7 separate regions of the Mus musculus genome follow, and regions 1, 2, 3, 4, 5 and 7 are each linked to region 6. The links are chromatin contacts, called in public HiChIP or PLAC-seq and promoter capture Hi-C maps. All regions are on one chromosome and are shown on one strand. Each heading gives the region's core, a stretch centred on a gene start, on an enhancer-like site or on the middle of the called end of the contact. The rest is flanking DNA. Distances are from core to core; before and after follow the strand shown.

Region 1 (3,796 bases), core at 636-3,135, 940 kb before region 6:
ACTGTGTGGACTTCGTGACACTCCTGAGAAGGACTATAGCACAAGACGTCACAAATGACAACGCTGCTTTGCCCTTTGCCCTTAGCCACGACGAATGATTTCGGAGGCCAAGTGTCTCTGTAAAAGTCCCCTGGGCATATGCTCCCTTCGTCTTCACGCCACTGTGCGTCTCCAGGAGCTGAAGAAACTGTAATAAAGTCATCGCTGGCTGAAGCATCCCGACCTTTGAGAGGAGAGGAGGGGCACGTTTCTAGGTGCCAGGGAGACACAGAACACACTTGCTAAGTAGCCCAGATCTTATAGGCGTATAGGAAGGAGCCGGCCTGACATTCCAGTCCCACCATTATCTAATGAGTGACCACAGCAGACTCGGTGCTAGGCTGGGTAAAGCTGAAGGTCCCCATAAGGGTGAGAGATTGATGGCGGACTGAGACTCATCAAGAGCCACCTTTGCTCCTTCATCCTCACAGCTACCTGTAAAGAAGTTGCTTAAGAGGCTTACTTGGCACCCAAGAAGTTTACTTGGTATCTTAGTTGGTGTTTCACTGCTGTGAACAACAGACACCATGACCAAGGCAACTCTTATAAGGACAACATTTAATTGGGGCTGGCTTACAGGTTCAGAGCCATTATCATCAAGGCAGGAGCATGGCAGCATCCAGGCAGGCATGGTGCAGGAGATGCTGAGAGTTTTACATCTTCATCTGAAGTCTACTGGCAGATAGATACTGGCTTCCAGGCAGCTAGGATGAGGGTCTTATAGACCACACCCACAGTGATACACCTACTCCAACAAGGCCACACCTAGTAGTGCCACTCCCTGGCAAACCATCACACTTAGGTACCAGGATTACAGCTGTGGGATACTGTGCCCAGTCCCTAACTTCTTGTTGGTGACCTCTGAGAGCCTGCCCTTAGTGCATCTTCCTGTACCTTTCTGTCACTGACTGCCTTGGGAACCGGTGAGGCTTCTGAGCCCCAAGGGCATTAAGCAAACAAGACCCAGCTAGGTCTTCAGTCAAAACAAGAATGGGAAGGACTGGGGAGATGGCTCAGTGGTTAAAGCACTTGCCACACGGGCACAAGGACCAGATTCAAATCCCTGGAACCCACATAATTGCTGGGGGATGGAGGAGGGGGGCATGACAGCTGCCTGTAAGTAGTCCCAGCTTTGGAAAGCAAAGATGGGATCCTTGTAACCCCCTCTGACCAGCAAGACGAGCTGAACCAGCTCTGAGTTCTGAGTTCAACTGAGAGACCCCAAGTGAATGAGTAAGATGGAAGAGTGATGCAGGTGATTTCTGACATCAGTCTTGCACCTCGGTGTGCAGGAGCATGCACACGCACACGTGTGCAAACACGTGCAAACATACACACACTGAAGATACAAGGAGTGGACGAGTGGGTGAAAGCGGCTCTAGTGTCAACAGCACTGAGGGACACTCCAAGGAGTCCACACTCACTGACCAGAGCTAGTGGAATGTCTGACATCCTGTTCCTACCTAGAATTTTATTTGGAATAGCACAGCTCAGGGAAGCCACAAAAACTTAGCCTGAACAACGTCCATCTACAGTAAAATTGAAAGAGAAAGTTACAATGGCACGTGTTCCATCTTGAACATTTTCCTAGGTGGAGACAATGGAAAGGCCCACTCAGTACCTCTCCCCCACAACTGGGATGCTGGCACATACTCAAGGCAGTCTCTCTGTGACTCCCCAGACCAGGAGGGGACAGGAAGGTCGGTGTGAAGCACGTGCAGCCAGCTTCAAGTCCACCCAGGTGGAGAATTTCCTCCTAAAGTCCGTGGTCAAGGTTCTGACTTCTGCCTCACTGCTGTCTTGACACTCGGTGACCACAGGAGACGAGTTACATCACTTCCCTTCTGCCTGAGTGTAGAGCAGGGTTTCTACACTGCAGTACAGCTGACTTTGGGGCTGGGAGGACACTTCCTGGTGGGGCCGTCCTGCAGACTGTGGGAAGCTGCTGGGTGACCCTGGCCTCTATCCACGGAAGGGTAACAGCAACTCACATGCCCAGTTGTGGCAACCTGAAATATCTCCAGACATTGCCCAATGGACCTCAGGGGGCAAAGGTGTCCATCCTAAGAGCCATTCCTTTAAAGAGCTTGAGACTGAGTCCACACATAAACCGGAGCCTGCCAGTTCCAAATGTGGCAGTTTGCCATAGCCTCCCCACTGGCCCCAGACTACTCTCTACCCAAAGGCCCCCCTTGAGGCCCAGTTCCAGTCTTTTAGCCATGCTTTAGGCCCTGAACAAGAAGCTTCAGGAAACGCCCTCCTGGGCTCTCTCTGGCTCAGGCTAGCTTAGGACCAAGGGATACCCTGGGAAGGGAGAAGACAGGGGAAGCAAGGGCTACAGTAGGGCCATTTGCCCGGACTGCCCACCACACTTGATTCTGACTGCCCTACTTGCCAAGCCCGGCAGCCCTCACTGCCCAGCAGGTGGCACCTGTGACTGGCAGCACTGCACACTCCTCCATCCCCCGATGCGTTTGACCCATGCAGGCCTGTATCCACCATCCCTTCATTAACTTATTCCCAATTAAACCCGTGTGACTCTGCCATCTGTTTCCTGCCTGTTAAAACCAGTAACGGCGAACTTGGGGTGAGCAGTGAAATCTCCCTTTCCCTGGAGGGGAGCCCTTGAACATGGCTCTTTCTCATGGCTTCCCATCGGACAAGCTTTCTGCTACCCTCACTTCAGCTGCACCCCGCTTCTGCAGTCTTCTAATCTGGGGTGCTAATGAGCTTAAGGTGTCCTTTCTCCACCTCGGGTTATTTCTGTCCACTTCATCTTCTCCGCTGGACTTAGGGATTTGGGAGAAGAGCAGGAAGGGATTGTATGTATCTTACTCTGTTTACCTGAAAACATTTTTTTTGGTTTCCCATTTTTTTCATCAACACCCGAACACACATCTTTATTATGGTAGTTCTGGGACCAGTCTATGAGACCCCCAGCTTTTAGGAGTCCCTGGGCTTTATCCTTTTGGTTTTCAGGGTCTTTCCCCGAAGCCCGTACCTGCATCTCTGAGTGCTGTGAATCCCTGTCCATTCCAGACAACCCCTGGCCTGGGAGGACCTGATAGTATGGAGAGGGAGGCCTACAGTTCCCTCAGGGGGTAGGGAGAGCTAGAGTGCCCTTGCAGGCTGGAGAAGACAATTGCCAATAGGAGTAGCCTGGGAAGCAGGGCAAACCCTCACTTGCTTTCTTTCTTTCTTTCTTTCTTTCTTTCTTTCTTTCTTTATTTATTTATTTTATTTTATTTTATTTTATTTTTTTTGGTTTTCGAGACAGTGTTTCTCTGTATATTCTTGGCTGTCCTGGAACTCACTCTGTTCGCACTCAGCACCTCCCCAGCTGACATCATCCTGTGCCTTGAAAAGTTCTTTTCTGCTTCTATCCATCTCCTGCCCACCGAGGTTCACAGAAGTGCACACAGGAACACTGGCCCCTTTCCTCCTGGGTTCTGCCTCTCTGCTTCCTAAGCAAGACCACAGGGAGGCGTCTGTGACACTCATTACTGTCTGTGACCAAAGGTGTCGCTCTAATTACATGCCAGCCTTCCTTTCTAGACCAGCCTTGACCTTAGTCCACACCCCTTTCAACACCCTTGCTTCAGGTATCTTCTAAGATGCAAAAGAGTGGTGGGTGACAAAACTTTTCCTGGGGAAACAGCAGACACACATACTCACCCCAGATAGGGAGCCTGTCACAGACCAAAGGACAGATACTCCAAAGTCCTACCTGGTGAGCTAGTGAGTTTTATTGGGGTTA
Region 2 (3,788 bases), core at 1,144-3,643, 780 kb before region 6:
TGTGCCCTGCCGCTCGCCTTCCTCCCATTCCTGGACTGGAAGCATACATTAAGTATACATTAAGAAAGTGTTGGGTGTTCTCCAGGCCTAAGAGCAATGTCAGATGTGGGGTTGATTATGAGTGAATGCCCCAACATGAACCAGGTATGGTAGGACACGCCACAATTCTAGGGCTGGAATTACAGGCCAAGATAGGATGATTGCTCAAGTTTGAAGTCAGCATGTACTACATACATGCTGAGTACCAGGCCAATCAGGGCTACATGACAAGACCTTGAAAAACAAAAGTCCAATATGGAATTCAGAGAAGGGGTATTTGGAAACACAGCCTGGAGGTGCTGGTTTGACAGTGGTCCCACTGAGAGATTGTGTGCTCTCTAGGGCTTGAGAGAGGGGGCAGAATACAGAGAATGAGCCTGACACGGTATCTCAACAGCACGTCATATGGTATTTTAAAGAGATGTTGGGAATGCGCAAGACCTCTACACAGTGTATCACAAATTTATGACAAAGTTGTATGTACTCTAGCCGCCACCAGCATCCCTCATCAGGAAAGAAATGCTCTTCCCAGCTCCTCTCAACACTTGAAAGCAGATGCTTTCACAGACAGGAGACTAGAAAGGCCGGGTCCCCACCCAAGATTGGCTGCGTCCTATGCCACGAAGCAGAAGGGCATCTTCAGCCAAGCTCAGCTTCCTCGTTAGCCCTGTCTCAGCCTGGCCAGCCTCTAGGATGGTGCCCTTAGAAATCTCAGCAGCCTGTGTGCAGCAGGTCTGTTCTTACTATATTAAAAAACAAAAACAGAATGTTTATTGAAAAAGCACACAGGTTTGATCCACTTGTAAATCCTTGTAAACAAATCATTTCTGTCTTCTTTGGAATGATAATAATCCAAAGTCTGAGCCTGCTATCTGTCCCCTGGCGTGGAGCCAGGTTGCAGATGAGTGAGTCCTCGGATAACTGAATGACTGCATTTCCCAGGTGCTGACTCACAGTGCAGCCAGTGTGCAATCAGCCCCACACCCACTAAGTCCCTGCAGGTTTCAGAATCTCCGGTCTTTTGTCCTTGTTCCTATCTCTGCAGGATAGGCAGAGGGAAACACTAACACAGCACCTAGTGTCAGGTGGACATTCAGTATTGATCACTGCCAGTACGCCAGCAATTCCACAGTAGCAATTCACCACAGTAGCTTTGGGTCTGTCCTCTCACCTCTGCAAGATTATTTATGACACATTACACCAGGGTGGGCTGATGGAGGGAGAATGGGGATATTTATCTGTTTTCTCTCTCTCTGTCTCTCTGTCTCTCTCTCTGTCTGGCTTCTAGAAGAATCTTCGGGCCTCCATCAGCAGCCTCTGGGACCTGGCACAGGACAATTGTGCAAGGAATAAGCATATTGTAGGGCTTCCCGTATTCCAAAGATGATTTGGGAGAATCAAGTCATACCACCATCATCCCACCAATCAGGACTCAGCTTTCTAACTCGGCATTATTATATTTTTAAAGATCATTTTGGCTTAGTTCCCTCTACCCAATTGAACAGGCAAGTTATGACCTGAACTTTCAAAGGCCAGTTACTAACCCTAAGAAAGTAAGCAAAGAGATTCTGCCCTTCTTGTCCTCCGTGTATGGGAGGAGGGGTGATGGGTCAGATGCAGGGAAACTTAGGAGCAATCTGAGCCCCTGCCTCCTGCCGATCCAGATTCCCGAACCCACAGAGCGGTGGGTGCTGCAGGTATGGGGAGCTTACCGTTGTCAGTGGATTCACTCATGCGTCCTTCTCTTACATCACCCTCGCTTGGTAAATGACACTGTGTTCAGAAGCCAGGTCCCATCGTAGCTTGATGTTCCTACTATCCAGGTTTCTTTTAGCCTACCGTTAGACTGCACTGCAGTTGCTGCTCCACCCATACCTAACCTTCCCTTCCTCAGACGCCAGTTCCTCAGCTAAAATCATCTCCCTTCCACTCTCTCCCTATCCAGTTTAGCGAAGTCATTGTGGGCATGCCCCTCATCTCCTCTGAAAAAACGTCCTCATCTTCCCAATGTGTATCTAATAACGACTGGGCAGTTGGGACTCCAGACTCCATTCATTCAACGGGAGAACTCAGGTTATTAATAGCAATGTCGGGCAGAGGATGAACTCTCACTAAATGTCAATTCTCGTCAATGCATCCTTAAAACACTATTTATGAAGCCTGAGGGGCTGGCTCTGTGATATTCTCTGCCACCTGGCAATGAAGACAGACGCGGTTCCTGGACCACTTTTGCGCAGAGTAATGGGTCCCGCCCTGCCCTCCGACTACAAGTCCCAAAAGGCCACGCGGCGCCGCACATAGCCCCGCCTCCAGTCGCATGCGTAACGTCGCGACGCCGACCGCGAGCGGGCGCCGGTGGCTGCAGCCAGCGGGCGGGGCGGGGCCGGCGGGAGCGGCGGCCTTTAGGGCGGAGCCGGCTCCGCTGTCCGCAGTCGGCCGCGGGTTAGCGGGCAGAGCGTCTCCTGTCGCCGGTTCCCCTCGCTCACTGCTCTCTCGTGCCGGAGGCCGCTCCTCTCGGCTCTCGCTCTCTCTCTTTCTATCTCTCTCCCTTCCGTGGATCCGCCATGTCGGAGCCGGGCGGCGGCGAGGACGGCTCGGCCGGCCTGGAGGTGTCGGCGGTGCAGAATGTGGCGGACGTGGCGGTGCTGCAGAAGCACCTGCGTAAGCTGGTGCCGCTGCTGCTGGAGGACGGCGGCGACGCGCCGGCTGCGCTGGAGGCGGCGCTGGAGGAGAAGAGCGCCCTGGAGCAGATGCGCAAGTTCCTGTCAGACCCGCAGGTCCACACGGTCCTGGTGGAGCGCTCCACCCTCAAAGGTGCGCGGCGCCCCCTCCCCGGTCGCGTGGAGCAGCTAGGGTGCCCGGACCGCCAGCGCCCGCACAGTGGGGTCGCTTTGTCTCCGCGGCTTCTCAAGATGGCCGAGTTGGGTGGAGACAGCGTCTCCCGGTCCCGGCTGGGCACAGGGCCGCATCCCTGCCTCCAGAGTCACATGAGCTTTTTTGGTTTCGATTCGTATCCAAGCTTAGCTCGCTTTGGGAAGAGTGTGTCTAGGACAGCCTAGGTGCTGGCCCTTGGGTGGGCTCGGGGACCGGTGGGTTGGCGGGAGCCGGAGTGGGCAGGCCCTGGTCACCCAGCATCTCTGCTGTCTGCGGCTGCCTACGCGTAGGCCTCCATTGGCCTCGCAGCATCATTGTTGAGTGGGTGTATCTCCCAGTTTTACAAACCAGGAAACTGAGTCCCGTGGCTGGTCCAAGGTCACCAGCTAAAATACAGGACCTTGAGATTAGACTCAGCATATCAGTTTCCAGTCCAAATTGCTTGTTTTGCTGATCATGGCTTGAAATTGTTGCTTAGATGACCCTAATGACAGCTCTGTGACATTTAAGTCTGATTTCAAAGACTTAAGAACTGTTGCTTACCTAGTTGGGGAAGGAGGCAAAGAAGCTGACATGTTCCCGTTGTGTCCTCCAGCAGAGACTCTCACAACATCCCTAGATTGATCTGGAATAGGGGGCTTGCTTGCAGGACTCCTTCCTTCTTGAGGCTTTAAAACCACTTTGTAGCATCTGGGGAACTTGTATGACATGCTGGCGAATGGGTGTGGCATTTCCCTAGGAACCCAGATGTGCTGTTTAAAAGTAAAATAGCCCTTAGGGATTGAAGATGGACTGAGAATATTTGCTAGCAAGTTCCCTAGAGTTCCAAAGGCTGTGTGGTTCCGTTAGAAAACCAGAGTGGCTGTCCTTTCGAT
Region 3 (3,625 bases), core at 380-2,879, 680 kb before region 6:
GCAGCTAACCTTCCCCACAAATGCAAAGGTCTCCAAAGCTTTAACTTCCTTGCCCAAGATGTACAACTGAGCAAACAGCCATACATTTTTCCTATTTCCTAGCCCAGGTCCTGAAGCTCCCTTTAGATTAACAATTTTGTTGAAAAGCTCAGGACTTAGCACTAAGGCTATGTATGCCAGACTGCTCTTTAACTCTTCAACTCTCCAAGTTAACCCTCTCAAGCACTTACTGAAGTTAACCAGACACCCCCTACAATTGAATACATTCCTTTTGGCCTATGCCTACCTGTGTCAGTCCTCACTGTGAAGGATCCCCCAGCTGAGGACTCCCAGGCATACTGCTCATCGTCGTTATGCTTCGTGATGACAGTCACTTTCTCAGCAACCAAATAGGCAGAGTAAAAACCAACACCAAACTGGCCAATCATAGAGATATCTGCACCAGCCTGCAAAGCCTCCATGAAGGCTTTGGTGCCCGACTTGGCAATGGTGCCAAGGTTATTGATCAAGTCGGCCTTGGTCATTCCAATCCCGGTATCCACAATGGTCAGGGTTCGGTCCTGTTTGCTGGGAATGAGATTGATGTGCAGCTCCTTCCCCGAGTCCAGTTTACTGGGGTCCGTCAGGCTCTCGTAACGGATTTTATCCAGAGCCTATTAAGAAAAGATTAAAAATGAAAAAACCGTCAAGCGCAAACCCCAAGGTGAAATTTTCAGGGAAAGCAACGTCCAATCCTCCAAGTGGTATACTCACGTCCGATGAATTGGAGATGAGCTCCCTCAGAAAGATCTCTTTGTTCGAGTAGAAGGTATTGATGATCAAGGACATTAACTGGGCAATTTCTGCCTGAAAGGCAAAGGTCTCGACCTCCTCCTCCTCCATTGGTTGGTCTTGGGTCTGGGTTTCCTCAGGCATCTGGAACACAGAGGACGACTCTAAAGCCTCACAGAATGGCTGCAGGCGTGCTAACGACCGCCCCTCCTCTATAGAGGTCTCTTACCGACTCTATTTTGGACTAAGAAAGGGACGAAATAGAAAAGGGCGACGGGGCGGGGGGTGGATGACAAAGGGATGACCTCATTTCAGAATGCGGTAATTACGAAGCGCATGTGCGCGCCTCCGGGAGGACGTTCGGACCCGGGCGGCTCCACGCACGCCGTTCCTAACGGCCACCCTCCCCCAACCCGCCGCTATGGCGCCTCCCTCGCCCGCCCGCGCCTCGGCGGCACCGGCGACAGCCCAACCCTCGCTTCGCTCGCCCCGCGCCCGCCTCGCCGCCGCCACCGCTCCTCCTCGGCGGCCATTGCCGCATCCCCGGCCTGGGGCGTAGATATGAGGCCCGCCTGGGGCCTAGGGTCGGAAGCCATGGCCGCCCACCTCCGCGGGCTGAGGGAACTCGGATGGTGGCCCCGCTGCCGCCGCGGCGCCAGCAACCTACGGCCCTGCTCCCCAAGCCCCCGCTAAGTCCGCCTGCGCCATCACTCACCGTGGCTGAATGAACACGCACGAGACGTGACGCTCCGCACCAGGACACTGAAGCAACTGGCGCGCCGCCCCCTGCGCCGGCCTTATATAGAGGCGGGCCCGCCCAGCGCGCGGCGCTTCTTTCCAGAAGCCTCCGGAACCTTCCGGAAGAACCCTCCCCAACCGTCGCCTCGGCCGCGCGCCCGCGCCTGCGCAATGGACGGGCCCCGCCCCTCCACCTGGAGCGCGCCGAACCCGCGCGGAGAACGAACGCAAGCCCCTCCTCCACAGCCAGGTGCTCTGCACATGCGCAGTCCGGAACGCTCGGCGGGCCGGGCGCCTTCCCGGGCCGCACGCGCGCGCGCGGACGGGCCGGCCAGCGCATGCGCCTGAAGCCTCCATGTGAGCCCTGTGGTCTAAGGCTTCTTTTCCCCGGCGCTCTGTAAAAGGGACGTCCCCATGGGAACGCGCGCGTGTTGTGTGAACCTCGCGGTCCTCTGCGGCGCTTTAGGTCCTTGCAGGCAAAAGGTCCCCCTTCGGGCTCCCTTTGGGAACGCGGACCCCGCAGGAGGCGAGTCCCGCCCCCCCCCTGGCTTCCACCTTGATGGGTGGGGCGCCTCCCGGACTGGGGTTCTGGTTGCGTAGTCTGAATTTCAGGGCTGACCCCGCTGGAGTGTGTTCTGAAGCCTTACAGTGGGCTTACTGAGAGACCTTACACGGTGGGTCTTACAAATCCGTCCAGAGTGCTTGGGGATTTCTCTTTGACCAAAAGCTATGACCCTCAAATTGGGCGTTGTGAGGGATTTTGTATCAAATTTGTGCTACCTTAATTTACTGTAATTTTGGGGCTGGAAAGATGGCTCTTCCAGTAAAGGTGCTTGGGTTTGATATCTGCCACCCAGAGCGTGGGAAAAAAAGCTAGCCTTCAGCGCTGTGTCTCCCACGTGCCCATACACACACACACTCGCACAGTGTGAAAATAAGTGTAAAGGACTAGAGAGATGGCTGGGAGCAGTTAGTGGTGCCAAACACGCACGTTAAGGCAGCTCACAACCACCAGTTACTACAGTTCTTGGAAATAAACTATCCTCTCTGGCCTCCACGGGCACCAGGAACACACATGGTGCACAGGCACACGCAGTCAAAAAATGGTCATATAAAACACTCTATCCTGATTTTTGAAGCACCTTCATATGGTGTACATACGAAGTTACTTTGGGCGATTAACGTGACCCAAAAGATAGTTTCCTTGTTTGTTTATCTTTAATATAGGCTTCGGTTTCACTCCCCATACCTTTCCTTTGGGTTACTCCCACCCTGTATTTCCTATTTCCGCATCTTTTCCTGCTGACAAAACGATTACTAAGATTAGAAAGAAAAGGGCTGGAGAGATAGCTCAGTGGTTAAAAGCATGGACTGGTCTTCCAGAGGACCCAGGTTCAATTCCCAACACCCACAAGGCAGCTCACAGCTGTCCATAACTCCAATATCTGACACCTTCACACAAACATACATGTAGGCAAAACACCAATACACATAAAATAATAAATAAAAGCTTAGAAAGAAAAGAAGCCGGGAAAGAGGAAGCCAGGCAGTGGTGGCATAAGCCTTTTTAATCCAAGCACTCGGGAGGGAGTCAGAGGCAGGTGGATTTCTGAGTTTGATGACAGCCTGGTCTACAGGGTGAGTTCCAGGACAACCAGGGAAACCCTGTCTGGGGGAGTTGGGGGGAAGAAAGAAGAAAGAATGTGCTCTGTGGACAAAAACACAGCAGGCAATTTCCTCTGGGAGAGGAAGAAAGTCACCCATCTCCATCTCGCCCTCCCTCCAGGGAACGAGGCCCTTTCCCAGCAGCTGAGGAAAGACCTCTGGCCCCCCTCTCTGAACTGAGTGGGGGCATTAAGTAGAAACAGTTTTCTTTTTTGAGGTATTAGCTTTTTTTATACAGGATCACATTTTGCAACCCCTTGCTATGCAGAGCAGGCTGGCCCTGAATTCACATAGATCTGCCTGCTCCTGTTGAGGTGTGTATCATCGTCCCCAGCTGTACTCTCCAGGGCCACTCCTTTTCCCTAAGACTGGCCTTTTGTGTTGGGTGCCAGGACTATTAGGTGTTGATTTTTAATTGTTTGCATAAAAACCACAAGTCAAGCTCCAAGCT
Region 4 (3,500 bases), core at 791-3,290, 730 kb after region 6:
AACTCAGAGATCTACTTGCCTCTATCTCCTGGGATTAAAGGCCTGTCAGTAAACTAGCCAAGTCACACAGAGCTAGAAGGTCTTTGGATATGACTCCTTTGCCAGAGCAGCCTTGCTGGATTAAAATTCCTCTACACAACAGGCTGGCCTTGAACTCACAAGAGACCAGCCTGCCTCTGCTCCCCACCCCCAGTGTAGAGATGCACATGTCAGTTTGGTTTTGTTGAGACAGGGTCCCATTTATGTAGCCTGGCTTGGCCTTCCTTCCTCAGCTTTCTGAGCGCTGGGGTTGCAAGTGTGCACCACCATGCTGGCTGATCTTCCTTCTTCCTTGTAAGTTGATGTTCTTTACTTTCTTGTCACAGTGTGGAAAACAGTTGACAAGAGAGCTAGCGTTTGCCTCCCACGCCAAGCTTCAGCACGACACACATTCCCGACAGGCTCGCTGCTCACCTCCCTCTCAACACCATGGTCCTCCGCCTACACGCAGTGTCCCCCACTCCCCGATGCCCACCTGTCTTCCACTCGTCCTTGCATCTGGTAGCAGAGGTCGGGTTAGGACAAACCAGCTTATGCACCCTGCAGGCTGTTCACTGTAAGGATCTCAAGTGTCCCCTGGTCTCCCTCCTGAGCCAGTGACCCCACCCCGTGAGTGCTCTTGTGTTTTAAGTTAGAGCTTCTATTGCTGTGAGAAACACCATGCCCTAAGGTAACTAGGGAGGAAAGGGTTAATTTGGCTTATGCTTCCACAACTTAGACTGCCACAAGGCAGGATCCTGGAGGCAGGAACTGACGCAGAAGCTATGGAGGAGTGCTGCTTACAGGCTTGCTCCTCATGGCTTTCTCAACCTGCTTTCTTATGTACCCCCAGGACCTCCTGCCTAAGAGTGGTACTACCCACGGTGGGTGGCCCCTCCCACACCAGTTGTATGGAAGCCTTTTCTCAGTTGAGGTTCCCTCTTCCCAAATGACTAGCTTGTGTCAAGTTGGCAAATACCAGCCAGTGTTGTTCTAGCCTTAGACCTGGGTACCTGCTCATACTGCCTGACATGTTTGTCCCATTCTGCCCTGACTCTGTCACCATGGCAGCTCTACACGGAGACCTTGGTCACCTGTGGAAGCACTATCACCTTCTTTGTGCCCTGTTTACAGCCGCTACTGTCCCCACCATAGCATTTAACCCCTTGCCATCCTGTCTCTGGAGGGCAAACTCAAGAAGAACAAGAGCTGAGTTCCCTGAACAAGAACTTGACCGCTGACTCCTCCTGGTTCCTTCGTGGCTTTAGCTTCTGAGCTGGGATATCAGCAGAGATGGCCTGCTCCTAGTCAGACTTGGTATTCTGGGTTTGTAAGTCAAATTGTGTTAACAGGGTGGGGTCTGTCCTGGGTGACAGATCAGTATTGAAGGAGATGCACAAGGGGATAAGTAGGGTCTCCAGGGGTGCTATTATAGGTTGGATTTGGGTGTTCAAAAAACAGAGAGACTAAAGACATAGCAAAACATCATGTCCCCACCCCCACCCCCACCCCACGAGGTTCAATTAGGCTCTGAACCTGTGCCACTGAGATCTTTAACTCTCAACCTCTGGGCCTGAGCTCCCAGCAAGTAATCAGGGCAGGGGATCGCTGCCCACCATCCCTTTTGAGACAGCCCCACCTTTGCCTAAAGTAGTCTGGAGGGGACATTTCTGGGGAGGGGACATTTCTGGAGATGGTGCTCAGTTCCCTCTGAAGGGCTGGGTCTGCTCCAAGTTCAGGAACACAGTAGGTGTGCTATCTCTGCATCAGGATCTCCTAGCTCTTAAGACCCTGCTCCTGCATTTCCCTGCCCTCCTGGTGCCTCTAGATCACAAGTGAGACCGGACCCTCAGAGACTCAAGGAGTTTGTGGAGAGTGTCTAGACTGGGACTGGAGAGTGGCCCTGACTGGGCATTCTGGAGGTCCCTGGCCTGAGTTAGGTAAGGCAAACCCAGAAAACCCGCCCCTTTTTGAGGCCCCACCCTCCTATGGTCTCAGCCCATCCCTAGCAGACATTCTTCCTGCCCTTTACAAGAGTCCAAGTGTCCCGCTCTCTACTTTGAAGGTGACTCCTCCTCCACACCCCGAGGTCCAGCCTACCTTGGATCTTCAATTCCCACCAACCAGAGGAGCCCCAGACCTCCAGTAAGCCCCACCCTGCAGTCCCCTCCGCTTCCCGGTCTTGTTTTCCCTTTGGCTCTGTCCCCACTGAGGAGCCAGCTGTCTCAGCCATGGCGCGTGCTATGGGACCAGAGCGGCGGCTGCTGGCCATTTACACTGGCGGCACCATCGGCATGCGGAGCGAAGGCGGAGGTAAGTCTGTGTCCCCACGCCCTAAGCAGAACAACCTCAGGGCTGGGCCACTGGGAACTCTGGGGCTGTCTCTTGAAAGGGGAGAAAGGACCCTTTCTCCTCTGGGAGCTCTGGTGGCTGGAGCCCCGGCCCTAGAAAGGGTGAGGGGCAGAGTAAATGTTCCTGACCTGAAGTTATCTATCCCTGAAGCCATGAGACTCATGGGGGGAGGAGGGACCATGGAAGGCTGCTCTGTTCTGTGCCTGGGGCGCTGGGAAGGATGCTGGAACATTCCACACCTTCTAGCCTATGAAAGCCCTTAGGGTGAGCTAGCTTCCTCTGAGGGACTAACACTGCCTCAGGCAGAGCTGCTTGCCTGCTCTCTCCCTGCAGAGAACCTTTAGTTTTCCTAAACTGAGGGCCAAGCTGGTTGCTCAAGGAGCTTGGGCACCAGGGTCAGGGGCTTGGAAGTCTGTCCTCTGACACATTCTGCTGCCTCTGGTCGAGACAACCTGGGGAATGCCCCCCGGGGACACCCCACTAGCAGGTGAGGTCGTGGCCAATTTGCTTAGCCTTCACTGGACTGATGACAAAGCAACAGCACCCATTAAGAAGCTGAACGCTAGCGGGTCAGTTACTGCAGTGGGCACCGTGTGTGCTGTTGGGTTGTAGTGGGGCCACTCTCTGAGGGCTCCTTTGAGAACACAGGCTCCTGGAAGGAGTGGCTGCTGGGCTGAGGAAGAAGTGTGGCCAGACCAGGACGTGCAGTGTGAGGAAAGGAGAGAGGAACCCAGCACACAGCTTAGAGAGGAGGCTTCAGAACTGCCTAGAACAGGGACTGGCCCTATGCACCGGGACCTTGTCCCACCTGGACTCTTCCCCTCTCGGCTTGACACTTGGGCGACTTCAGTCCTGTTGAACCTAATTGGTGTGGCCCAAGCTAAGGGACCAGTGGACTCTGCGCACAGTCCCACCTGTGGTGACACTGTGCCTCGTGCCCCTTGGATGTCCCCGTGTGTGCTACAGTGGAAGAACATGATGGGTCAGGAAAGTGCAATGAATCCTTGAAGGCCCAGGTCAGTAAGGTGTGGGTTTTCAGATGGGTGAAGGTCTTCTAGGCCCCTTACGAACCCCCCGGGGATATGCAAGCCCTGGGAAGAGACGGAGGCCAACAGGCATCTGCCTGGTTT
Region 5 (3,639 bases), core at 671-3,170, 770 kb after region 6:
CATCCTGGGTTTCACCAGTCACCTCCTGCGGCGGCGAGGCAAGGTGAGAGCTCGCGGGGCCGGGCTGGCAGTGGTGACGCCGTCCCGCGACTTTGCTGCGCAGCACCGCGAAAACGCGGCAGGTCCCGGGCGGAGACCTGTATCTGCACTTTCCCGAGCTGATGCCGCTTGATTCTCCCTCTCTAGTCGAGGCTACGCTGGAACCCGAGCCTTGAGCAGCGATCTTCCACGGAGGAGAGCGTAGCGCAGAGATCGCGGTTATCTCACCTTGCAGGGATGGGCGAGGAAAAAGCCTAGGGGGAGGTGATCTGAGTTCTGAGATCATTCTGGTTGCTTGGTGCATCCCGGGGTCTTGTGGAGCTGTGTTTTTGTGTCCTCTGGGAACTCGAACGTAGAGTATGCTTCCCGAAGAACCGCGCTGGTGCGGGGAAGTGAAGTTGCGGGTGTGGCCCATCATGAGCGCAGGCCCTGGGTTCCGGGTGATGCTTCTCGGTGTGCGTGTGAGGAGTATGTGTGCGTGTGTGTAAGTCGATAACAATGTATGAGCCTCCTGGGCCCCGGGTGTTTGTTTCAGTGCGGTAGAGGGGCGGGCGGGGTGACGCTGTTTGTAGTGCTTGCAGGGGTGGACTGAGGAGGGTGGTGCCTGAGGCTACCCGGATCCCATGGTGGGCCGTCGCCTGCCTGTCTTCCCTTCGCAAGGCTGAGAAGGGCCTGGAGGCTTGGGGGTTGCAGAAAGTGGGGAGCCCGTTCCCAGTTTATTCATGACTTCCTGTCGTGTTTACAGACTCTTTTAAGTCGTAGATGACCTGGAAAACCGGATCTTCATCCCACTCTTGGCCAATAGTGCGTAGGAGTGGAGGGCTAAGTAAGCAGGGTCCAGGTGGGGAAAGGAGAGGTCGTTTGACAGACCTTATACCGTGCGAAGGTCTGACTGCTCTGGGGATGTCCGACCAGGGTCTTTCCTTGAATCACCCTGGCTCAGCTGTCCTAAGTCTCAGCCTCAAGCGGAAAGCTCTGCGCTCAGAACGCGTGGTGTCCTGTCTCTGCGCCCTCGAAACCTGTGCTCACTACGGCCGGCAGGTGGCGCTTGTGTCACGGGGAGCCACGCCGCAGATCCCGCCTGGCTCCTATCTGGGGTTTCGGGTTGATCCAGAGCTTGGGCCGGAGTCCCCCGCGACCTCAGAAGGTGGTGACATTTGGGGTCTGACTTGGGCGAGAGCAACAACTGGTCGCTGGGGAAGGAGGGAGACCTCCGGGTCGGAGACAAACAGGCAATTAATTCCGGAGCTAACTCCCCATCTGCCAGGCCGGCAGACAACAGGTCCGGCACACCCCCAGGGCCAAGCCGCAGCGCTTCCTCCCACTTCGCAGGCGGCTCAGTGTGCAATCCATTTTAAGGCACAGGCGCGGCTGCAAGGACACTTCGAGACAGTTCGTAGCCCCTCACTGCACTTCTTGAAACACGACCCTCATCCATGAGAGACAGTTGGCGCCAAAGCATGGCCAGACACACTCAAGTGCTCTGGGTGTTCTGGGGAAGCCGTTGGCCCGGGTCCAGCCCCTTTCATTACCCCCCATCCCCCCACCCCCACCCGCTTTCGTGCTGTGCGATCTTGGGCAAAAGCTTCAGTTTTCCCGCTCGCAAAGTGATGAGAGTGTTGGGTGCCTCCCAGGAGGCGCACTCCATCCTCGCTCAGGAGAGACAGAGGCGCATGCGTGCGCGTAACTTGTGTCTCGGCAGCCCCCACCGCCCCTCCCGCATCAACACTCAACTAACAGGTTGGGGGTCCTAGCAGTAGGCGGGGCCGCAAGGAGGAGCGGGACCCCCGCCCACTTGGCTCTGCTCAGGATGGGGGCGGCGCTCTGGCGTCCCGCCCCCTTCCCTCCCCCTACAAGCTTTGGCCCGCCCCCGCCCAGCCTGTCCCGGAGCAAGCCGGTCGCGTCCACAGCGTGCTCTCCGCCACTCGCCTGCTCTGCCAACTTCAGAGCAGCAGGCCTGGCCATGGGGGTGCCCCTGGGCCGGATCACGTAGCCACTGTACCCCGAGAGCCAACGTATCCCTTCCTGCGACCGTGCCATGGTCGGCCGCGGCGCCTCCTTGTGTGCGGTGCAGCCCGCGGTACGCAAGGCCCTGCTAGGAGCGGGCGGCTGGGCTCGACGGGCACCGGGTTCAGAGCCCAGGACAACGATGATGCTAGCGGGGTGTACAGCGCCCTCTAGGGGTGGGGCGCGGAGCGGGACGGGGCCCCGAGCGTCGGGCTGGGGCTTCTTCTTCAGGGACTCCTGGCGTTGCATCCAGGGCCCTAACTTTTGTGCGAGCGTGGCTTTAGGGGCGTGAGCGACTGGGTCTGGAGTCGGCCGCGTGGAGTCCCGCAGTGGCGCCGCGCGAAGGTTTGGGCTTACTGTCCCATCTCCAACCCCCGCAGGTGGCTGAGTGCGGCCCGGCTCGAGAGACCCCGCCACTTGAGGTATCCCCGCGCAAGAGGCTGCCCGCCGGGCTCGATCAAGACCCATGCAGCAGCCGCCCTGCTCCGGAGGGCGCCGGGGCCAGCGCTGAGCAGAGCCACTCGGCCGGTGGGGGCGGGTGGTGCCGCCACTGCCACACGAAGCTCGTGGAGCTAAAACGACAGGCGTGGAAGTTGGTCAGCGGGCCCGGGACTCCTCTCCGGGTAAGTGACCCCTCTTCAGGCCATATCTCAAACAGGGAAGGGCTGGAACTTGGGAATCTTTGGGGCTGGGGCTTGGAGCGTGGCGAGTTCATCGTGCCCCCACCCCCACCCCGTGCCATAGTCTGCAAGAGTGTGTGTTGGTGCACCTCACCCTAGGAGGCCTGCTGCGTGTCATAGGGGGTTGGGTAAATTTCTTTCCTAGCCACAGATGTCCCACAGCTGGAATCAGTCTGTGTTTGGGAGGGGTAGAAAAGGGGAAGACGGGACCTCACTCCCAGGGCAGGGCTTGTCATGGTGAGGCACTTTGGGCATCTGGACATTGGCATGCCTGTATAGAGAGGGCATAAAAGGTGAGAGAGTGGGCCCCTTTCTGCACCCGGGGGCCGTGCATCATTGTCCCATACCTACTCAGTGTCTGTTATGGGCCTGTGCCCTGCCCTGGCTCTCTGCCTCTGGGGCCCAGGCCTTCCGTGTGGGTAATGACTCTTGAGCCTCGGGGTTTCCCAGGCTGCAGCATGGCAGGCAGGCGCTGGTGGGAGAGGAGTCTACTGGGCTTTCCGGCCAGTCTTGCCAGGCATGTAAAGAACTGGAGTATTGTTCCAGGGAACAATGGTCTCTGGAAGTGTGCAATGCAGGGGTGTGGGGGGTCTCCACAGGAAGCTGCTTCTAACCTTCAGCCTTGGTGAACAGTCCTTGGGAAGCGCCTGTAGTCCCCATCCTGTCCCAGTACCTCTAAGGAGTGCTGTGGTTAGGAGGAGACCCTGGGTTTCCTTTGGGTTGGGTCAGATATGGTGGATGCCAGTCAGGTGTGTCTATGCTGGGCTCCTTTCCAGGTCCCCTGGCTTGTCTGTGGCGGGGATGTTAACAGCCTCTCAGACCAGCTAGATCTGTGGACCCGAATGGGATGGGATGGCTGACCATGGGTGTTGTTTGGCTTTTGCCAATGGCCTTTGCTGAGCCCTGGATCTTA
Region 6 (3,787 bases), core at 1,106-3,605:
TTCATTAAAATTTTATCTTGTATTTAAGACCATTCTGTTCTATAATTTGTTTTTTGTTGTTCAGGGACACTCTCTCTTAGATACCCCATGCTGGGCTTCAAAGTCACAATGTAGCTGAGGCTAACCTTCAATACTTAGCCTCCTGTCTCTGCCTCCCGAATGCCGGGATTACAGCTGGGTGCCATCACAGCTGGGTTGCTCTTAATTAAAAGCTTAGAGTAGGAACTAAGAGGATAATTTATTTGTAATCACAATTTCCAAGAGACAAAACACAATTTTAAAACTATGTCTACACGACAGCACGCAGCTTCTGTTTAGATTTGGAAAGGTCAAATATTACAAAATCTGCCCTCCCTCTCCTCAAGCAGAGCAGAGCGACGTATCTATCCCTCGCGCAGGGCACCCAGCTGAACCTGACTGCGGAACTGCCTCGATCGCAAGATCCAGTGCTAAGAATGGCAAACCCAATGTTGAGAAGTCTCAGATTGCAGCGTGCACTAAAGACCTCACTTTCAAAGCAACTCTGTGAAATCAGTTCACTATCCAACTGGAAATCGTGTCACTGCTAAGTCTCCGGAGAGCCAGTGCTCTCAAGGAAGGGCTCAGTCCTCTGTGTGACCAAGAGCAGAGAGAGGCCCCTCACAACAAAGCCCCCACACCTCCCCTAGCTGCTCTCAAGCAGCTGCAGCAACATCTCACGGAATAGCAACCAGGCAGAAGCCCTCTAAAACTGAGGGACAATGAAGTTCTACACACAGCTCTAGATTTCGGTTAGAGGAGGAGGCCTGCATGTGGAACACATTTGTTTCCTCCTGTAAATATCAACCTTATCTGTCCGGAAGATTAGAAATGACTGGTTCAAACTGCACAGTCTTAGCCCAATGACGAAAGCAACCAAGGACAAGATTTACAGAGCTGGACCTGAACCTAAATCACACTTCCTCCTCCTTAGTCCTTGTGAGGGAACTGAGGGTCTTAAGGGGAAATTACTGTCCGGGTTGGTTGAAACCTTACACTGTAGCCTGTCTTGAGAACTGTCAATGAATGACTTAATCAAGCATTCGTCCTAATAAAGCACAATAGATCATCCGATCTATGATTACTGCATTAGATCCCTAGATGAACCGAATACCCAAGATCAGATGTATAAGTTTTTAAGTGACAGTTCTAGCTGTCACACACACCCCGAAATATCACCAGTCTGACACGGTTACAATTAGGGAGTCGGGGGTTGGGGGTGTTGGGGGAGGGTTCTTGTATTTTATATAAAACCTTTAACAGTTAAAAACTGCTCGGACGTGCTAAAAGAAAGGGATATTCAAGCCGTGGACATCAAGGGGAGGTGGACAGGCTGTCACCTGGGTGGAGTCCTAGGGGCTGGGCTGTGGAACGAAGCCTTCGGAAGGCCCACCGAGCAGGGGCGGGTGGTGAGGAGGTGCAAAAGGCACAGAGGCTGCCCTCCCACCCGGTAGAGTCTAGGGCTAGGAGGGGTAGCTCCAGGCTCGACTCTGGACCCCAAAGGCTAGTCCGGGGCGGGGGCAGGGCGGATATCCCAGGGAGCGCTGCAGGAAATGATATCCAGACTGGGAGGGTGGGTCTAGGAAGCGGCCAGGGCGATGGCCGGGAGTGGGGGGAGTGCAAACGGAGGATGTGGCTCCGGAGCGCAGAACCAGGGAGGCCCGGCGCGGGTGCGAGCAGTGAGAGGCGCAGGGGGGCGAGCGGCACCTTACTCACCCCACTCGAGGAACTCCGCCACATACTTGTCGCGGCGCAGCGCCGAGTGGCTGCACTCGGTGTAAAGGCACACCAGCACGTCCAGCAGCGTCTCCACGCTCAGGGCGCTATCGTTGCGCCACGGCCCGTCCAGGAGCAGCTGCTCCAGCTTCTTGAGCCGCACCTTGGCCGACATGGTGCCGCGCGGCCCGCTCCCCACGCGCCGGCCTCTCTCCGTCCGTGCGCCCCGGCGTCAGAGCCAGCACTCCCCGGCCCGGCGGCCGCGCACCCCGGCGTCCAGTAGCCGCACAGTCCTTGTCGTCGCAGCCCGGCCTAGGCCGACATCTTGGGCTCCGTCCCGGCGGCACCGAGTCTGGGGCACCGGGCCCCGCGGGTCCATGGGCCGGTCTCCTCCCCTAGGCGCCGCCCGCACGCCGTCCCCGCCCTCGGCGCCTGGCCGCGCCCTCGCGCGCGCCGTCACCGACCCGGACCGCGGCGGAGCCCAGCACCGCGTACACCCGGCCGGCGCCCGAGCCCCGACCTCAGCCCGGCCAGCCGCCCAGCCCGCGACCTGCAAGCCAACCAGGGCGCGGCCAGCGCGGCGCAGCCAACCACCGCGGGGCCGATCGCCGCCGCGCTGACCTCAGCGCGACGCCCCGCCCTCGGCCCGCGGCGATCCTCCGCTCTTTGGGCCTCGCGGTTCGCCGTAGGGACGGTGTGGGGCGGGGTACCCAGTGCGAAACCGAGATTGCGGGTGGCGCACGCGCACAGGAGCGCGGGCGGGGCGCCCAGCCGCGCTGTGTGCGCCCTGGGTCCCATAGTTCGGCTCTGTTCCCGATCCTCGGGACCGACCCTCGTGGCCTAGCGAGGCAGCTGTCCGGCGCGACCCCCGGGTCATTACTGCTGGGTTTCGGTTGAGCTCGTCTGAGCTGTGAACCGACAGTGCTCTGGGTCCCAGTGCGCACGGGAGACGCGGGCGGGGCACCTGCCGGGAGGCTCCGGGGTCCGCTGGACGCGCGCTCCCCACTGGGCACGCGCCGCTGGGGATGCGCAGTGCCCTGTCTCATCGGTTCAGAGTCTACCCCGTGACTGATTATTAGGGTGTCGACCTGGTGGGGAGTAGACTGTTGTCTCCAGGCGAGTCGCCGCTTTCACTCAGTTGGACGGCTCAGAAGGTTGATGTAAAACATCCCTTATGACATCCCCAACCTCCGCAGAGGAGGAGCCCTTTGTGGACCCCAAGGTTGCTTCAAAAGAATGGGGGCTTGTGGTGCAGCAGAGGCGGGGCAGGTGGGGTTTGGAAGCCGGAAGCTGAGAGGAGCCTGAGGCAAAGCGCAGGGTGGAAAGCCGAATGGCGACTCCAGCAGGAAGCGACTGAAGAGTCCCTGCCTGCTGGGAATGATGTATGACTTGGTTGGGGTTACGAAGCACACACATAAGCCTCCAAACTGCCCTCAAAATTCACGCGCGTCAGTATGTGTGTGTATCTAACTTAGTTTTTAAGACGCAGGCAAAATAGCCCGGTATTGTAGGTTGGATAGAGCGAACCCTTGTCAGATCTTTATTATTGTGAAGGAATCTATACACATATAAAGTATATTCACGAGTTACTGCATGTGTGTGATGCCCAGTTGTTTAAACTTAAAAATTAAAGCCCAAGAGAATCATCCTACCCAAAACTAAAGTCTGAGCAGCCAACTGCATTTTTTTTTCCTTGACAGCCCTCTTGCTTTTTCTTTGTCCCGTAAGCTTGCCCACGAGAGTGTCTTCTTTGGCTGGCCCTGTCACACTTCCAGCCACTCCCAACGGACAACTCTGAGTCCCTTCTCTGATTGCATGCTGCTGGACTATTTAATCCCTCCAAATTAGGACTTTGCCCTTGCACCCCGGTACCAGTCTGAGGTGCCCAACCCAACTGCCTTCAGTGCGTCTGCTCATCCCAGATCTGTTTCCGCACTGCCTTTTAGGACGCCGTCCACCCCTGGGACAGATCAGACCCAGGTGTACTCTGTAAGCTTCCTTTGAACTTGAAACAGTGAGTATACTTGCGTGGTGGCACATGCCTTTAATCTCA
Region 7 (3,548 bases), core at 123-2,622, 640 kb before region 6:
GGATTTCTGAGTTGGAGCCTAATCTCTGGTTGAGTTCCAGGACAGCCAGGGCTATTTAGTGAAATACAGTATCAAAAACAAAAACAACAAAAAAAGGATTTACTGTAGTGCTTTTTTTTTTTTCTTTTGCCAGTTCTACAGGATGTTAGTCAAATGCCTTATTACATCACTGGCACAGTTTCTACTGTGTCTGTACTTGCTTCCCACTACATAAAATGGCTATGATTTATACTTCTTTAGAACACTCCCCCTTGTGTACAATTAATTTTTGTGAGGTTGGAGTCTCGGTCTGTGGGCTCGGGTAGCAGCCTCCCAGCTCCGGGCTCAGGCATTCCTTCTGTCTGGAAGCACAGGTGCCCACAGTGTACTGGGCTCGCTCTACAGACAGGATTTCTCAGGGATAGGTCATTCTTCGTGTAACATTTTCTCCGCTCTAGAATTCTATTTTAACGTTTATCACTTTAGAAGCCTTTGTATTCCAGTGCACACACCCAGAAATCGAAGCATCAAATGGTGACTGTTAGGTCCTACTTTAATGTGTGCGCTTGCCTTCACCTAATACTTTGTACAGGATATTCAGCACAACTCGATGGTTCTCCTGGCAAACAACTTCAGGTTCCGTTTGAGGCTTTAAGAAAATCAATTAGCTTAACCTTTATTAAGAGGCACAGGAGACAGAAGTTCCGACAGAACCTACTTTCTCAAGAACAAGCCAATGCTCACCAGGAAGGTTTCAGGTGAGACTTGAAAACACAAGTCCTGTACATTCATGCGGTTCTTCCCACCCCGCCTACAAAACCCAACCCAACCCAACCAAACCAAACCAAACCAAACCCTGAGCTGTAATAAAGCCCAATCCATCGATATCTTCTGTGAGACGTAGAGGGGCTTGTCACCAGGCATCGGTACCCCGCACCCAAGCGGACCGTCGGAGTCCTCCCTAGCTTCCCAGGGAGGATCGCGGACAGCTGGGACATACACGTCCAAACACCGGACTTCACTGCTCGCCTCAGGCTCTGCCGGGACCACCAGCTGGCCAAGGCCAACGCGGTGGCGTCTCTTAGGGATCGGGTCCCTCAGCGAAGCTGCAGAGCGAGACAGGAGCCCCGCACCAACGCTCAGCGCGCTCGCTTCGACCCGCACCAGGAGGGCGGCACCCAGGGGAGGAGCTTGCGCACGCCCCTCCGGGTGGAGCGCGCCAGGTGAGCGCGCGTGCGCAGTTGGACCATTAAAAACTAGCCCGCCCCCTTCGCTTCGGCCCGCCTTCGTGGGGGCTGGCTCGCCAGTGGGCGGGGCCGCGGAGAAGGGGGTGGGGAGTGGAGAAAGCGAGCGGCCGAGGACGGCGCCTGCGCGGTGGGCGTGATCCGGGCACTTAGGGCAGGATGAACGCTGCTTTCCAAGATGGCGACGGAGGGAGGAGGGAAGGAGATGAACGAGATTAAGACCCAATTCACCACCCGGGAAGGTCTGTACAAGCTGCTGCAGCACTCGGAGTACAGCCGGCCCAACCGGGTGCCCTTCAACTCGCAGGGATCCAACCCTGTCCGCGTCTCCTTCGTAAACCTCAACGACCAGTCTGGCAACGGCGACCGCCTCTGCTTCAATGTGGGCCGGGAGCTCTACTTCTATATCTACAAGGGGGTCCGCAAGGTACCGACCCGGGCGTCACCGGGGGCGCGCCGGCGGCGCGGGCCGAGGCCGGGAGCTGGGCGGTGACAGCGAGGCCGGGGTGACCGGTGGGGGCGGCCGGCACTTGTACTTTTGAGTGGGCCGGTAACTCCGCTGAGGTGCTCCGGAGGAGAGGGGGCTTCGGGAGTGAGGCGCCGGCGGCAGCGCTGCCTCCTAGGGGAGGAGGGGGCTCTGGAGCCGGGTCGCGGAGATGCCCCGGGAGTAGCCGGTCGCCTCCTCCCCCGGCGGGGTCTGTCAGGTTCCGATCCCGCCCGGGAGCGGGCCTGCGAGTCCCCGGAAGAGGTGCGGCGGCCGTTTTAGGTGGCCTCGCTTCCCGGGAGGCTCGAGAGTCCTGCCCTGGGTGAGAGAACCGGGACGCGAGGCGGCTTGGAAAGGTCCGTAAGGCGGAACCGGGACAGGGAGGCGGAGGACTTGGAGACTAGGTCAGAAAGGACCTGCTCGGCACGCAGGGCTACTCCACCTGCTGCCGCACTGACACTTCTCCTGGTGTCAGCACTGTTTCCAAAAACCTTTCCGGGAGGTCGCCTGTCATTGTCTCCGCGGAGGGAACCGTCTCCCGAAAGGTTTTTGAAGAGGGTCATTCTGTCCCTTGCAGTGTAAGAGGGCTGAGTACTCAAGACTAGGGAGGTTGGAATTATGTTTTCAAATAGGCTAAGTTGCTTCAGAGGTGTTGTGTGTGAGCGTGCCTAGATTTATCTTGTCTAACGAGTCAGGCTATGTCCCAAACAGGGAGGGATAGGCCTTAAATGCTACTTTAAAGTAACCAGCCAAGAACTTAACAGTAATTCTGTGACGCATGCAATCGAGTTTTAAAATGTCTCGTTAAAAGCAGCAATTTATTGGCGCTTTTATTTTATTTTATTTTTTTATTTTTTGGTCACTGGCAAGAATTGCTTATTTTAACTTTTGACCATTGAGAGAGTAAGGAAATGTATGCACTCCATAGCACCTCCAACGGAATGTGACAAGGTGATGGAAGATTCACTTATAAATGTTCAGTTAGTGGGAAAGTACGTTGTCCATATTGAAGAGGACGTGTTCCCAGGGATGGCTATATCCAAAGTCAGCTGCTGTTTATGTTGCACTGTACGGTTAGGAGGACAAGGGAAGGAATGATGGTGTGCAAACGTAAGCTTGTTTCTTTGGTCCAAGGTGAATCTTCTGACTTGTCTTTATTCTTGTCAGTGAACTCCCGAAGCGTTTGGAAATAGCTGGTTGACTCTCCTCTCTCGGGGTTGGGAAAGTATCCAGTGGTTTGAAGAGTAGGAACTGAAGTTTTAGTGCAGTTCCCAACCCTGTTACTGACTCACTGCTGGCTGACCTTGGATACCTGGGAAACTTTCCTTTGCACTTCTTTAAAAAGGGAGGCTGCAGTGCACATGTTATAATTCGTAATAGCTGTGATGGCCATTAGAGTCCTGACACACTCAGGAGATGTAAATTAGAGTTAAAGCAAGCATTGAGAGGAACTGCCGTCTCAACATTCCTGCTCTGACTGAAATACCAGATTTTTCTCTGGAAATAAATGTAAGCTTATATTATCAACACCTACATTTGGGGGCTGGAGCAAAGGCTCAGCGGTGAAGAACCTGTACTGTTCTTGCAGAGGACTCCAGTTCAGTTCCTAAAACCCATGTTAGGCTGCTCACAGCTACCTGTAACCCCAGCTCCAGGGAATTGGATGTCCTTTTCTGGGTTCTGGAGACCCACTTACAGCTTACACAAATAAGTTTAAAAAATAAAAGAAATCTTAGAAAAATTGTAATTAGACCCTACCATGGTTGTGCATACTTGCAATCCTAGCACTCAAATTGTGATTTTTGTGGCCAGCCAGGACTATAGTTGGTAAGTTCAGGGCC

The links. Promoter capture Hi-C pulls out the DNA fragments that hold promoters and counts their contacts. HiChIP or PLAC-seq counts read pairs in DNA pulled down with a chosen protein or histone mark.
Region 1: an H3K4me3 HiChIP or PLAC-seq map of bone marrow-derived macrophages shows a contact between it and region 6, with 6 times the contacts expected there. The contact joins the enhancer-like site here to the promoter of Cdc42bpb in region 6. A contact is called at or near these places in 1 of 484 Hi-C or Micro-C datasets (rod photoreceptor) and 4 of 115 datasets of contacts at active chromatin or transcription factors (bone marrow-derived macrophages, embryonic forebrain, embryonic stem cells and 1 more).
Region 2: a promoter capture Hi-C map of liver shows a contact between it and region 6, with 2.4 times the contacts expected there. The contact joins the promoter of Dync1h1 here to the promoter of Cdc42bpb in region 6. A contact is called at or near these places in 2 of 39 promoter capture datasets (both in liver) and 2 of 115 datasets of contacts at active chromatin or transcription factors (astrocytes and microglia).
Region 3: a promoter capture Hi-C map of liver shows a contact between it and region 6, with 4 times the contacts expected there. The contact joins the promoter of Hsp90aa1 here to the promoter of Cdc42bpb in region 6. A contact is called at or near these places in 3 of 39 promoter capture datasets (the 3T3-L1 cell line and liver) and 2 of 115 datasets of contacts at active chromatin or transcription factors (pancreatic cancer cells and trophoblast stem cells).
Region 4: a contact with region 6 is called in a promoter capture Hi-C map of liver, with 3 times the contacts expected there. The contact joins the promoter of Aspg here to the promoter of Cdc42bpb in region 6. A contact is called at or near these places in 2 of 39 promoter capture datasets (liver and pre-B cells).
Region 5: a contact with region 6 is called in a promoter capture Hi-C map of cranial neural crest. The contact joins the promoter of Kif26a here to the promoter of Cdc42bpb in region 6. A contact is called at or near these places in 2 of 39 promoter capture datasets (cranial neural crest and pre-B cells).
Region 7: a contact with region 6 is called in an HNF4G HiChIP or PLAC-seq map of pancreatic cancer cells. The contact joins the promoter of Wdr20 here to the promoter of Cdc42bpb in region 6. A contact is called at or near these places in 3 of 39 promoter capture datasets (liver and stem cell-derived epiblast-like cells), 2 of 484 Hi-C or Micro-C datasets (embryonic stem cells and muscle stem cells) and 2 of 115 datasets of contacts at active chromatin or transcription factors (embryonic stem cells and pancreatic cancer cells).

The regions. Positions count from the first base shown.
Region 1 is chr12:110,435,031-110,438,826 of GRCm38.p6, forward strand. No RefSeq gene overlaps it. Among named protein-coding and RNA genes, the nearest start is that of Ppp2r5c, 10 kb to the right of the region's middle. Within about 2 kb of position 1,886, at least 72 of the 459 cell types and tissues checked have an H3K27ac peak or open chromatin away from gene starts, as enhancers often do. A contact at or near this core is called in bone marrow-derived macrophages and rod photoreceptor, where this site is marked.
Region 2 is chr12:110,599,002-110,602,789 of GRCm38.p6, forward strand. Dync1h1 (dynein cytoplasmic 1 heavy chain 1) reads left to right here and starts at 2,394. Exons shown (of 77, transcript NM_030238.2): 1 at 2,394-2,853. The coding sequence starts at 2,604. Gm35558 (a long non-coding RNA gene) reads right to left here. Exons shown (of 2, transcript XR_381950.4): 1 at 1,752-3,788; 2 at 1-1,363.
Region 3 is chr12:110,694,766-110,698,390 of GRCm38.p6, forward strand. It overlaps Hsp90aa1 (heat shock protein 90, alpha (cytosolic), class A member 1), which reads right to left and starts at 1,630. Exons shown (of 11, transcript NM_010480.5): 1 at 1,487-1,630; 2 at 754-915; 3 at 287-653. The coding sequence starts at 915.
Region 4 is chr12:112,104,643-112,108,142 of GRCm38.p6, forward strand. It overlaps Aspg (asparaginase), which reads left to right and starts at 2,041. Exons shown (of 15, transcript NM_001081169.1): 1 at 2,041-2,331. The coding sequence starts at 2,250.
Region 5 is chr12:112,144,288-112,147,926 of GRCm38.p6, forward strand. It overlaps Kif26a (kinesin family member 26A), which reads left to right and starts at 1,921. Exons shown (of 16, transcript NM_001097621.1): 1 at 1,921-2,119; 2 at 2,427-2,669. The coding sequence starts at 2,078.
Region 6 is chr12:111,375,363-111,379,149 of GRCm38.p6, forward strand. Cdc42bpb (CDC42 binding protein kinase beta) reads right to left here and starts at 2,356. Exons shown (of 37, transcript NM_183016.2): 1 at 1,735-2,356. The coding sequence starts at 1,909.
Region 7 is chr12:110,736,628-110,740,175 of GRCm38.p6, forward strand. It overlaps Wdr20 (WD repeat domain 20), which reads left to right and starts at 1,373. Exons shown (of 3, transcript NM_027149.4): 1 at 1,373-1,650. The coding sequence starts at 1,402.